Regions from separate parts of the Zea mays genome. Here region 1 is linked to region 2. Evidence: chromatin contacts called from public Hi-C data. All regions are on one chromosome and are shown on one strand. Each heading gives the region's core, a stretch centred on a gene start, on an enhancer-like site or on the middle of the called end of the contact. The rest is flanking DNA. Distances are from core to core; before and after follow the strand shown. Region 1 holds the start of LOC100279242. Region 2 holds the start of LOC100282755 (prefoldin subunit 2).

What was found. A called contact is a pair of places that touch in the nucleus more often than the background predicts.
Region 1: a Hi-C map of ear shows a contact between it and region 2, with 1.9 times the contacts expected there. The contact joins the promoter of LOC100279242 here to the promoter of LOC100282755 in region 2. A contact is called at or near these places in 2 of 25 Hi-C or Micro-C datasets (ear and leaf).

What each region holds. Positions count from the first base shown.
Region 1 is chr10:81,339,671-81,345,168 of Zm-B73-REFERENCE-NAM-5.0, reverse strand. LOC100279242 reads right to left here and starts at 2,917. Exons shown (of 4, transcript NM_001152263.1): 1 at 2,513-2,917; 2 at 2,172-2,389; 3 at 928-1,532. The coding sequence starts at 2,642.
Region 2 is chr10:80,675,640-80,681,081 of Zm-B73-REFERENCE-NAM-5.0, reverse strand. LOC100282755 (prefoldin subunit 2) reads left to right here and starts at 1,266. Exons shown (of 2, transcript NM_001155661.2): 1 at 1,266-1,395; 2 at 2,574-3,325. The coding sequence starts at 2,578. The coding sequence ends at 3,018.

The DNA of each region.
Region 1 (5,498 bases), core at 1,668-4,167, 660 kb before region 2:
CACAGCATCACAACAGCCACCGAACGATGGCCCGGGGGGCCGGACAGACAGCAACAGGGCAAGCAAGCAAACCGAGGGGGCACTGCGCGGTCCGTGACCCCTGCTAGTTCCGGGAGAGAGAGAGAGGGAGGGGGGCATTAGAAATAGCGCAATTATTGGCCCGGGTGCTGCCAAACCCCGGGACATTTGTCGCTCGCCGCCGGTGGCCTAGCTTATCCTCTTCTTTCCCGGGGAGGGAAGGGGACGGTGTCTGGGACTGTGGTGGTGTTTGCCATTCAGATACAGGGGGTGGTGTAGGGGACCACTCGTCAGCCACGGCCGGAAGGAATGGTTCGGCGCCGGTTTCAGTAGGGGAGGAGGCGATTGGATCTGCCATGAATTCATCATCCGTAGCACAACACCGCGTGAACGGGCGAATGCAAGTTGGGGAGAAAGGAAAACGATGCGGAGATGGAGGGGACAAACCCGGCCAGCCGGCCGTCTGCATCTACGTGCATTGGACTGGACTGGGCTGGCCCTTAACGTAGCTGGCAAAATTGCATGTATACTGTTACTGGTGGAGACAGACAGACAGACATCATCAGCTCACCATCCTTCCTCTCTGTTTCTCTTGTCTGGTTGTGTATGTGTGTGTTTCTCTCTCTCTCTCACGGACACTCTGTTAAGTCACAGACTCACAGTACAAGTGAGCGAGACCAATAGTAAGCAAGCTGGCCTCTTTTGACTGAACCCATCAACTAACCACCATGCTTCACTAGCTAAATACGTTAGTCAGGTGGTAGTATATAGTAAGGTATTTTGTTCAGTAATCAAGGTAATTAATAGCAGCGACATGCATAAGGTAGGTAATTACAAATAATAGTGCATGGTCATGACGATAGGAACCAAAAAACAGCAACAACATTAAAGTAGTAGCAGTAACCTTACCGGAACTGGTCGGTGTGGGGGAGGCGCTCCTTGCGCTTGCTCTTCTTGCTGGAGGACCCATCCTCGACGGCGGCGGCCTTGCCGACGTCGACGTCGTAGAGCATGGCGGGGTCGGCGGGGAGAGGGAGGCGGCGCTTGCGCCAGGCGGCGACGACGACGGCGGCGATCTGCGTGAGGGGGCTGCCGGCCAGCTTCTTGAAGCGGTACCTGCGTGTGCCGGCCAGGAAGACGAGGAGGCCCGCGGCGATGGCGCAGGCGCAGGCGCCGTAGCCCCAGCGCCTGCCCAGGTTGTCCTGGACGTACACCAGCACGGTGACGGCCAGCAGCGACCCCAGCGAGATGAAGAAGAAGAACCAGTTGAAGAAGCGCATCATCTGCCGCTTCTCCCCGCCGTCCGACTCGTCGAACTGGTCCGACCCGAACCCCGACACGCTCGACTTTAGCCCACCCGTGCCCAGCGCCGTCAGGTACAGCGCCAGGTACAGCACCCCCAGCTGCGCCCCCGACGCCCGCGCGCACTCCCCGACGACGCCTCCGCCGGTCGCGGAGCAGGACGCCGGCCGTAGCCCCGGCGCCGCCGTCGAGATCGTCAGGATCGTCACGCCCTGCAAACCATGTTACCGCTTTTAGATCTCTTTTTTTATTATTAGATCGTGCTCTTCTTCTCCGTGCCCAGGTAGATTGACAGACAGGCAGATGATGCAAGGATCGAATCCAACAACTCCGCTGCCAATAATGGGGGGAAACAAAAAGAGGAAATTGTAGACCCCCGCCGGCTGTCCACCGCACCACCGTGCATGGGCGGGCGTTCATTGGGCGATGATGGACTGGATTGGAAACTGTTTGCTTTCATTGGGTGCGCGTGCGCGGTTCTTTTCAGGGTTGAGCATCTTCTGCATGGAAAGTTCCAATTTTTATTTGGGGGTTTTTTTTACGGCTGCTGCTACTACTAGTCCTACTCCTCCTAAGTCGGGGATAAAAAAATAAAAATAAAATCAAGACGATGAAAAGCCGACGCAGATATTTCGACAGAGGAGATTGACCGCACCCATCCAGTAAACTGACCGACATGTAGAGAGAGCAGAGCCGAACGAGCTGCCCTAGTTAGGATTATCCGATCCAAGTCCAAGCGGTGAGCAGATTACTATTGTTATTAATATTATTATAAAAATAAAAGGAAAGGAGAAAAAAAAGGAATCAACCGTCCGTCGTCCCGAGTTTGTGGGAGGGGAGGGGGGACTGACCGAGGCCTGGACGGCGGTGAAGATGGCGATGGTGAGGTAGCGGCCGAGGAAGGAGTCGGCGACGAAGCCGCCGAGGAGGCAGAGCATGAAGGAGGTGCCCATGAAGTTGGTGACGACGTTGGCGGACTCGGCGTTGCCCAGGTGCATGGTGCCCGTCAGGTACGTCACCAGGTTCACGGCGATGCCCAGCGTCGTCAGCCGCTCGTTCAGCTCCGCCACTGATTGACATACAGTACAGACACAGGGGTCAGTCAGCCTCCCCCACGCATTATATATCCATCCTCTTCGTCAGCGACAGATCTGCCGGGCTCGGGGATCTCGGATGGGTAAAATCAACCAACCTAGGATCATGGCGGCGGCGCCCCAGCGGCCGGTGGTGGCGCGCGGGGCCGGCCGGCCCTTGAAGTCCCAGGCGTCGAGGAGGACGTCCGTCTCCGCCGCGGCATTGGTCTCGGGGAGGAGTCCGACCATCTTCGCTCTTGTTCTGGTCTCTTCGCTTCCCCTCCCTCTCTCTCTCTCAGTCTCTCTCTCTCTCTCTCTCTCTCTCTATATCTGTGTGCCGGCGGCCGGCAGCGAGGTGGCGCGCGGGGCTACGTGTGAGGATTCGGGAGGAGGCGACACGGGGAGGGTTGAGAGGGGGAAGGAGGAGGTGGAGGCCCAGAGACCTGATGACCGACCAGCTGCGGTTGCCGGCCGGCACCGCGCGCTGCTGCTCTGGGCTGGATGGGGGCGGGGCACAGCAGAAGGCAGATCGCTGTGCTGCTGCCTGTGCGTGTGTGTGCGGTGCGGACTGCCGTGCTCCGCCGGGTGTGCGGCGCCCCGCTATATATAACCCGTTCGCGACGGGGGGGTATTTTCGGGAGAATCTCTCACGGCTGCCCGGTGGGCCTCGCGGATCAGTGGATAATTAGAGGAGCGAGGTGGGCAACATATATAACTTGCAGCCTTTTATTTTTTACACGTACTAACAGTTATTACTAGTACTAAATAGAGAAAAAAACGATTTTGTTTAAGGCAGGAAAGGCAAGGCGTGATAAGGGGAGGCTACTGGAAACGAGAAGAGGATAAGGGCACTTGGCTTGGCCTAACGGAACCGAGGGATGTGCATGCACCCGCGTGAGCTGCCTCGCCTTTTCAACGTTTCTGTGGTGTGTGTGGCTGTAAAAGGTACCCGCACCATGGTTTGATGTGTTTTTTCATTGGAGTCTCACCAAGCTGTATATTATTTTATTTAAAAAAATACCTATTTTTTATTGTGTTTGCACCATTGCGTTTATTACGATAAGATCTATAAAAGTACATCTATAATATATTCTCGACAAGGTCCGAGTTAAACTTATAAAATTTTAACTATAAATAATTTTTTTATTATTTAGTTTTAAATCCTAATATTTATCATTAAAAAGTACTTTTATAAAAGTATAAATATATTAAGAGTTTATTTTTATTTTAGCAAAAAAACATTGGTCAAAGTTATATTTTAGAGATTGTGTCGTTGTCCGATCCAATAGACTATATATCCGACTCTCTAAATTGGATTCCTCACAAGCCAAATTTGGTTAGTCAAACTAGATAAATAATCTGTTTAAGTGGAGATGCTACATATAAAGTATAATCTTCATGAAAAAGGTAAATATAGAGTAAAATAATAGAGCCACAAATAAATAGTCTTTTGGAGATGCTCTAATACAGAGCTTTATACATAATAGCTAAAAGTTTCAAATTAAATTCGGGGGTATAAAGTTCTAGATTGCAAAATTCTGGATCCAGTAGGAATAACTATAGTATTTGACACTTGTAGATGGATTTGGCGTCATCAAACAGATTAATAGGTCTAAAATCAAAGATAGGAATCAAGCAAATTAGTAGGGGTAGCAGCCATGTTTTGGTCAATCTGGCTATATATGTGGCAATGATATAGTTTTTAATGGAGAACATATACCTTGAATCATGCAGGTGATTTTCAAGGGATCTTACTGGCTCAGATTTTGGAGGTTGCTACGAAAAGAGGATTTACACCCAGAGATATCAAAGGATGTTTGTTGTGTAATGGAAGTGGTGGCAATGGATATCTTTGCAACACATGGTTGGAGATGCAATGCTAGAATTGAGACTTATTAGTTTTTTTATGTTAAGGAGAAACTGTGTTTTGATGTTTTTATTTTAGTTGGGTTGAGTATGTGATGTTTTTGCTATAGTCGGTTTGTTTTATAGATGTCCAAACGGATCGGGCTTGCCGGGCAGCCCGAAACCCAGTACGGGTTTGGCCCGGCACAAACCCGACACGACACGTAGTGAACCGGGCCCGTGCCGGCCCGGTCCGATCACCGGGCCGTGCCTGGGCCGAAGGCGTGGCACGACGGGCTAGACCCGACACGACCCAATTTATTTTTTTTTCTATTTTTTCATATAAATACATATATTATACTTGAATATAGGGTATAAAACACAAGAAACATGTGTTTTTTTGGTTATGTGGGTGTAAATAAATGTTTAGATCTAATAAACATGGTTTAAACCCTAAAAATACATACTTTTAGGATATTTTTATCATTTAAAAGTCGTATATTGTTATGGGCCCGTTAGGCCCGTCGGACCGTGGGACGGCCGGCACGGTAATTAACCTAGCGGGCCGTGCTTGAGCCTCGTTTGGGGCCCGTGGGCCGGCACGACACGGTCCGCTAGCTAATCCATGCCAGGCCGGTACAGTCCTAATCCGTGTCGGGTCTAGCCGTGCTCGGGTCGGGCCGGCACGGCCCGCCCATTTGGACATCTATAGTTTGTTTATGTTGATTGTGCTATGAAGCCATATACATCCTTGATGCAAATGGCTGGAACATGTTTTTTTTCCATTATCAAAAGAAAAAAGGAAGCAAGCAAGAGGAACAGGCGGAAGACATGCATGTTCGTACGTTCCTCTCTATTCGATCAGGAACGTATCCAAAGAGGAAGATATCTGATAGGCGAAGAAAAAGGAAACAAGTTTGGAGAAACTTTATAAACTAGTAGTTTGTTTCTCTTTGTGATCCCTTTACAAAAACAACTTGCATCGGACAAATAAAGCTGGTAGCTAGCTCTTTCGAATGTGCAGGTCGATCCAGTGCGTGGTTGCAAACCGATCGAGCACATCGATTCAATTCATTCCCTGCTAGCTCATCTCTAGACTCTAGTTCTCTCTATCTCTCTTCACGGCGCTCGATCCGGGCCTCTACTCCAGCTCGATCCGAGCCTCTAGCTATGAGCAGCTTCAGAACGAAGGAGCCTTTACGTACCATATGCAAATGCTGAACAATCGATCCAGTTCCCGAGCACGCATGAGCTACGATC
Region 2 (5,442 bases), core at 17-2,516:
CCCATTTATGGGGTACCGGCAATATTATTTTTGCTCTAGTAAAATGTTTAGCCTCATAAGATAAGAAATGAACCAGAGACAAAACATTAAGCTCTTTTATTGTAGTTTTTTATTTTTAGTAATTGATATGGTAATCCTAAAATTTTAGAAAAATGGTACGAATATGATATATGATTACTAATTTTTGTATAGAATTATATAAATTTTGGATATTAGTAGAAGACATAATTGAAAAGACAAAACGGGTACCAATTAAATCAGTGTCGAATGATCGTCAACTAAAACTGACTAGGTTGTTATTTGTGTGGTTTTTATTAAACTGACTAGGTTGTTATTTGTGTGGTTTTTATTAATTTGAAGGTGCTAAACAACTGATTTTGAAGATAATGGTGTGAAGTTGACCATTCTCTAAAGGTAAGGGGTTATGTAGGCTTAGAGCATCTCTAAGGGATTCTCTATTTTTGACACTTTATTTGACTCTCTATTTACCTTTGAGAAAGATTAAACTCTATATGTCACAATTTATTGCAATAGACTCTCTAATAGACAGACAAGTTAGTTTGGTTAGCTGGAGTGGCTAGCCAAGTTTAGTTAGCGAGAGAGCTAACTTTGAGCCGGATCGTTTAGCGAGTTGATGATTATTTTGATATTAAACAGCTAAAATTTAGCTTAATGGATCATTTGACTAGTGTGTTGGAGATGCTTTTAATTCTTAAAAATAGCTGTTTTTTAATCAGAAAAATTGGACAACAGTTGAGACGGATAATTCAGGGCACGTACAGTGCACAGACGGCTACCATCTACAAGTTTTTTTGAAAAGTACATGCAGACGGATGAATAGACAGCTCGTACAATCACCTGTCTATTTACATCATGTATATATTATTTATAATTCATTTAAGGCCCTTAATGGTTTCTATATGAGATGAGAAGTTCTGGTGAAAGATGCTCCTGTTCGTACAACGGTAGATGAGGCCGTCGCTTGGCATGTGAGCACGAGACGACGGCAAGCTCCTCTTCCTTCTTTTTATTATAGTCCACGTAAGCAAATTTCTGTGACATGGCATCATACAGACGACTCATTTAAGAGCGCTGTACATGCCCTTAGTCTTTTTTTTCCCTCGTAGAGTATTTACGCAGAAGCATCTCCTGGAGACCTGGACTGATGGAAAAAAAGGCCCCATGGCCCATCCAGGCCTGCCTCAGGCCCAGGCAATTTTTTTTTATTGCCCAGTCTAGTGCCTACCTGCCTTCTCTAGTTCTCTCCCCTACACGCCGCGTGCGCGCGCCGTGCTCTCTCTCGCTCGTGGGGACAGCTGCGCGACCGCCGCCGCCCTACGCCAGGCGCCCAGGTCTTCGGCAGTACCTTCGCCGGCGACGAACTAGCACCCACAGGTATGTTCACCCCTTCTCCCCCTTACTTCTGTGAGAAACCGAGCTTCGTAACCCTAACTTGACCCATTTGTCTACTATCTGTATGTGTACTCGGATCTGTTTCTGATCTACTAATTTACAAGTGTTATGCCTACCAACTTCGGGAATTTGCGTCTGGGTCACTATTTGCTGAATAAAACCCTGTGATGAATGTATGTCCTGTATTAGCTTTTGACATCTCCCACTTACATCCAGAAATAATAGTGCCGCTTTGAGGTGATGCTAGTGCTTGTGTCCGGGAGGAATCACTGTTTTTATTATTTCTTGGATTATCGATCATGTGCCAGTAAAGTTGCGTCATTAGTAACGGAGAATGGTGCCAGTAGATGTTAGGCTGATGAATTGCTCTGCTATGCAAGTTTTCTCTCTTTCTTGGCCAGTTTGTGTTATGCGGTAGTATTTTTATTTTTATTATTGGTTTCTGGGCTACGTGAATAGGATTTGCTATGCTCATTAAATGTTTATGCCAGTTAACTATCCTTTTCGATATGTTATTACTCTTCCTCCATTCCCGTTACAGCAGGGAGCATGAAGCCTGTGTTTGAATGCTTATTATACCGTTATGGTCATAAAACGGTTAGCAGCTAGGATCTGCATCGCTTTCTTATAACAAATTCCTCCTTACATCTCGAGCAAGCTGTAAATCTACTTAGTTTTTTTTTTCTTTTTGCGAGGACAAATTTACTGACTTAATAGGCAAGACTGTTATTTAGTTGTGCACAGCCCAATACTGCCTGCAAAAACTGAGGCAAATTCTGGTAGTATGATTTACGAGAGGCAGGCAACCAAGTTTACTCAAATAGTTGATGAGGTGATTACAAAGTGCTGAACATTACTTTTCGCAGCATAGCATATAAAATATTTTCCCCATTTGCTCATATTTCTTAAATTGTAACGCTATTTTTTTTAAAAAAAAAAACTTCCTTATCCTTGGTTACTGCTTGTTTGATTATATTGCTTGCTTGGTGATGTTTATGATAGTTCTCTATTTAGTGCTACGGAAATGTCGATGTGTTTGGCTTTAATTGTTTTATCTTGAACTCTTAGCTTGCAGTCTTGCACCTGTGCTTAAAAGCTGCAATTTTCTTCATGGGCTTTTGCCGTTAGTGATTTTGTTCTCCGGTTATCTGCATCACTAGGAAAATGGCAAGCAGAGCAGGTGGCGATGGCAAGGAAGCCATAAACGAGCAGGTAATCGCCAACACCTACGCCAACATGCGCACCGAAATGAACCAGCTCTACACAAAGATCACGGAGCTGGAGATGGAGGTCAGCGAGCACTCCCTCGTGATGGGCGCGATCGAGCCGCTGGACCCCTCGAGGCGATGCTACAGGATGATCGGCGGCGTCCTAGTGGAGAGGACCATCAGGGAGGTCATGCCTGCCGTGAAGCGCAACAAGGAGGGCCTGGAAGAGGTGATTGCCCGCATGCACGAGGCGCTGGAGAGGAAGAAGAAGGAGATAACCGAGTTTGAGCTCAAGTACAAGATCAGGATCCGGAAGGCTGATAGCGACGCTGAGGATGAAGGCGGCAAGAAGGAAGGCACTGCGCAGGGAGTCCTTGTTGGTCCTGCCGGACAGTAATCTAAGTTGATTAGAGAGACCTGCGTGCTACAAGCTATTTATGCTTGGACCACAGTAAGGTGGTTGTTGCTCCTCTCTGCCAATGTGTGTGTTTAGGGGGTGACGACATGCTTCTGTAGAACCAGCGATTTTGTGTTTAAACTGGAATGGTTTTGACAAGGTGCGATGTGTTTCTGCATTTGTTCTTCAGGTTCAGGTGTTTCGGTTAACCAAATGTATTTCTTGCTTGCTGATAATGATGGCACATCTCTAGTTTCGCAGGGCTGCAGTCTGTGTCTGGAGGCCCCTTTTTATTATCTTTTCAGATAATTCCTCGGAAGTCGTCTTTATGATTATTTGGACTTAACTGGTGCAGAAAATATGCAGTGCTTGGAGGTTGGTGAACTCCTGACAGTTGAGCTGCTATTAATGGTTTTGAGGATTAATTGAGTACTCAACATGTGGAAGATAGTGTGGTGCTCTAGTTTAGTTTGTCATTGGCCATACCTTCCAGTTTCAGCGGAAGCATATAAACGGCCGGAATAATACAAATGAATGTTTCAGCTGTCCCGTCACTCTGCGATTCTGTAGATTGGAGTTGAAGTATGAATTTGAAAAGAAAAGAAAAAAGGAGTTCAAGAATGGCCACACATGTTTTTCGACACTGCTATTCTATCTCTTACGACACGTGTGTTTCTCCCCATCGCTCATACGACCGTTTAAAGCTACAGGCCATTCTGTCTCCTATTCCTGTCACAAAGCATCACCATAGTAGCTCGTTGAGGCACATGTGCGTGTTGTTTGGTTGGTTTACATATTTGTAATGTAATGGTTAATTGATAGTATTAAACAATATTTATTTAAATTCAACCGTAATTAAATATCACACTACAGATTAATACTAGTATATTCAAAGTTATTACCGTCGGTGTTCAATTGTGAATCATTCCTGTTGCCAATTATATTATATTTTATGAACCAAATGTCACCGTAGTGTCGATCTGAGGATGCATATGCGCGAGCTGCATAGGGCACTGACAGGTCTGACTCTCCTTCCCTGCTGGACTTGATGGATTTCTGAGCTCTGTTTATGTTGGATTTTGAGGGAAAAAAACTAAATAGCAACATTGTGGATCACAAGCACAACACCCACAAATCAGCCATACAAGAATCTAAGAGAAAAAACAAAAAAATGTAATAAGGAGGGATTGAATTTGATATGTCTTTCTTAATTGCTTTACATCTCTCTACTCAAATCAATCCACTTGTGACAATTTCTCATATAAAATATACCACACCCTCTATTTAATAATGATAAGGGGGTGTTTGTACTACTACAAGTTCTAGCTCGAGCGTGGATTTATGGTTTATAATATGAATTTGAATAGTTTTAAAAATATATTTCAGGTAAATAAGAAACAAATTGACTTATCTATATGTCATCTAAAGGTTTATAACTTTAGCTTCATAATTTTCCGGGGTATCTAATGATCTGGTTCACAAGTTTTCTGGCAGTCCTAAACACCCCTTTAAGTAGAAAAGCATAGGGGAGGAGAGGCTTGACGCCCTATAGAGACCTCAGTGCAAAAAAAAGAAGTTCAGAAATATTTATAGTTGGATCTCTATTAGTAAGACGGTAGGCATCCATTTCTGCAATATTTCAGTTTTGGAGTATAGTTTTGAAATTTTGAGTATTTTTAGATGTAAAAATATGGAAGGAACATGTGAGTTGGAGGAGTAGAAGACCACAGGGCTGGCTGCCATGATGGGCCTAAGCCGCAGTGGGCTTTATCCGGTCGACTCTCGTAGCTATCTCTTGGGCCACTGACAGGCCCATCCCTTTTCTGGGCTCGGATGGATTTCATTTTGCCTCCCCGGTGAAAGCATCTTCTCCATCTCTCTCTGTCTCTGGGCAAACGAACAACAAGATAATGCGAGCTTTTTAGCAGAAACATAATTTAACCGGAAAAATAAACAAAGATAGATAAGTTTAATATCTGCTTGCGGCTTGTATTTTCTTATAAGAAAAACAAACAGCAACCACGTGTGCACAAGCACGAGTACCTGTAGCTGTCATTTGTCAAAATTGACGTGGGTCATTTTGCGCCAATACTAAATACCTGGCCACGCACGCCCTGTACCTCCGGTCGCCGTTGGCCGAGAAGATAGGGGGAGTGAAAAGACAAAAAAAAAACCATCCTCGGTGGTTTTCGTTGTCGTAAACTATAAACCCTAAACCCTAAATTATTATATATTTAATCTAAAATATTATTTTGTATGATCATATACATAGTGTGTTAAGGCTGTCTATAACAGATTATATAAGATAGAAATTTGTAATGTAGATAATATTATTTGCAGAGTGAAGTTTAAAATATGTGATGAGACTGATGCGATTCGCGCCTTGGTAAATAAAGCGCGCAGGATGGGCCTGGATCGAAATTC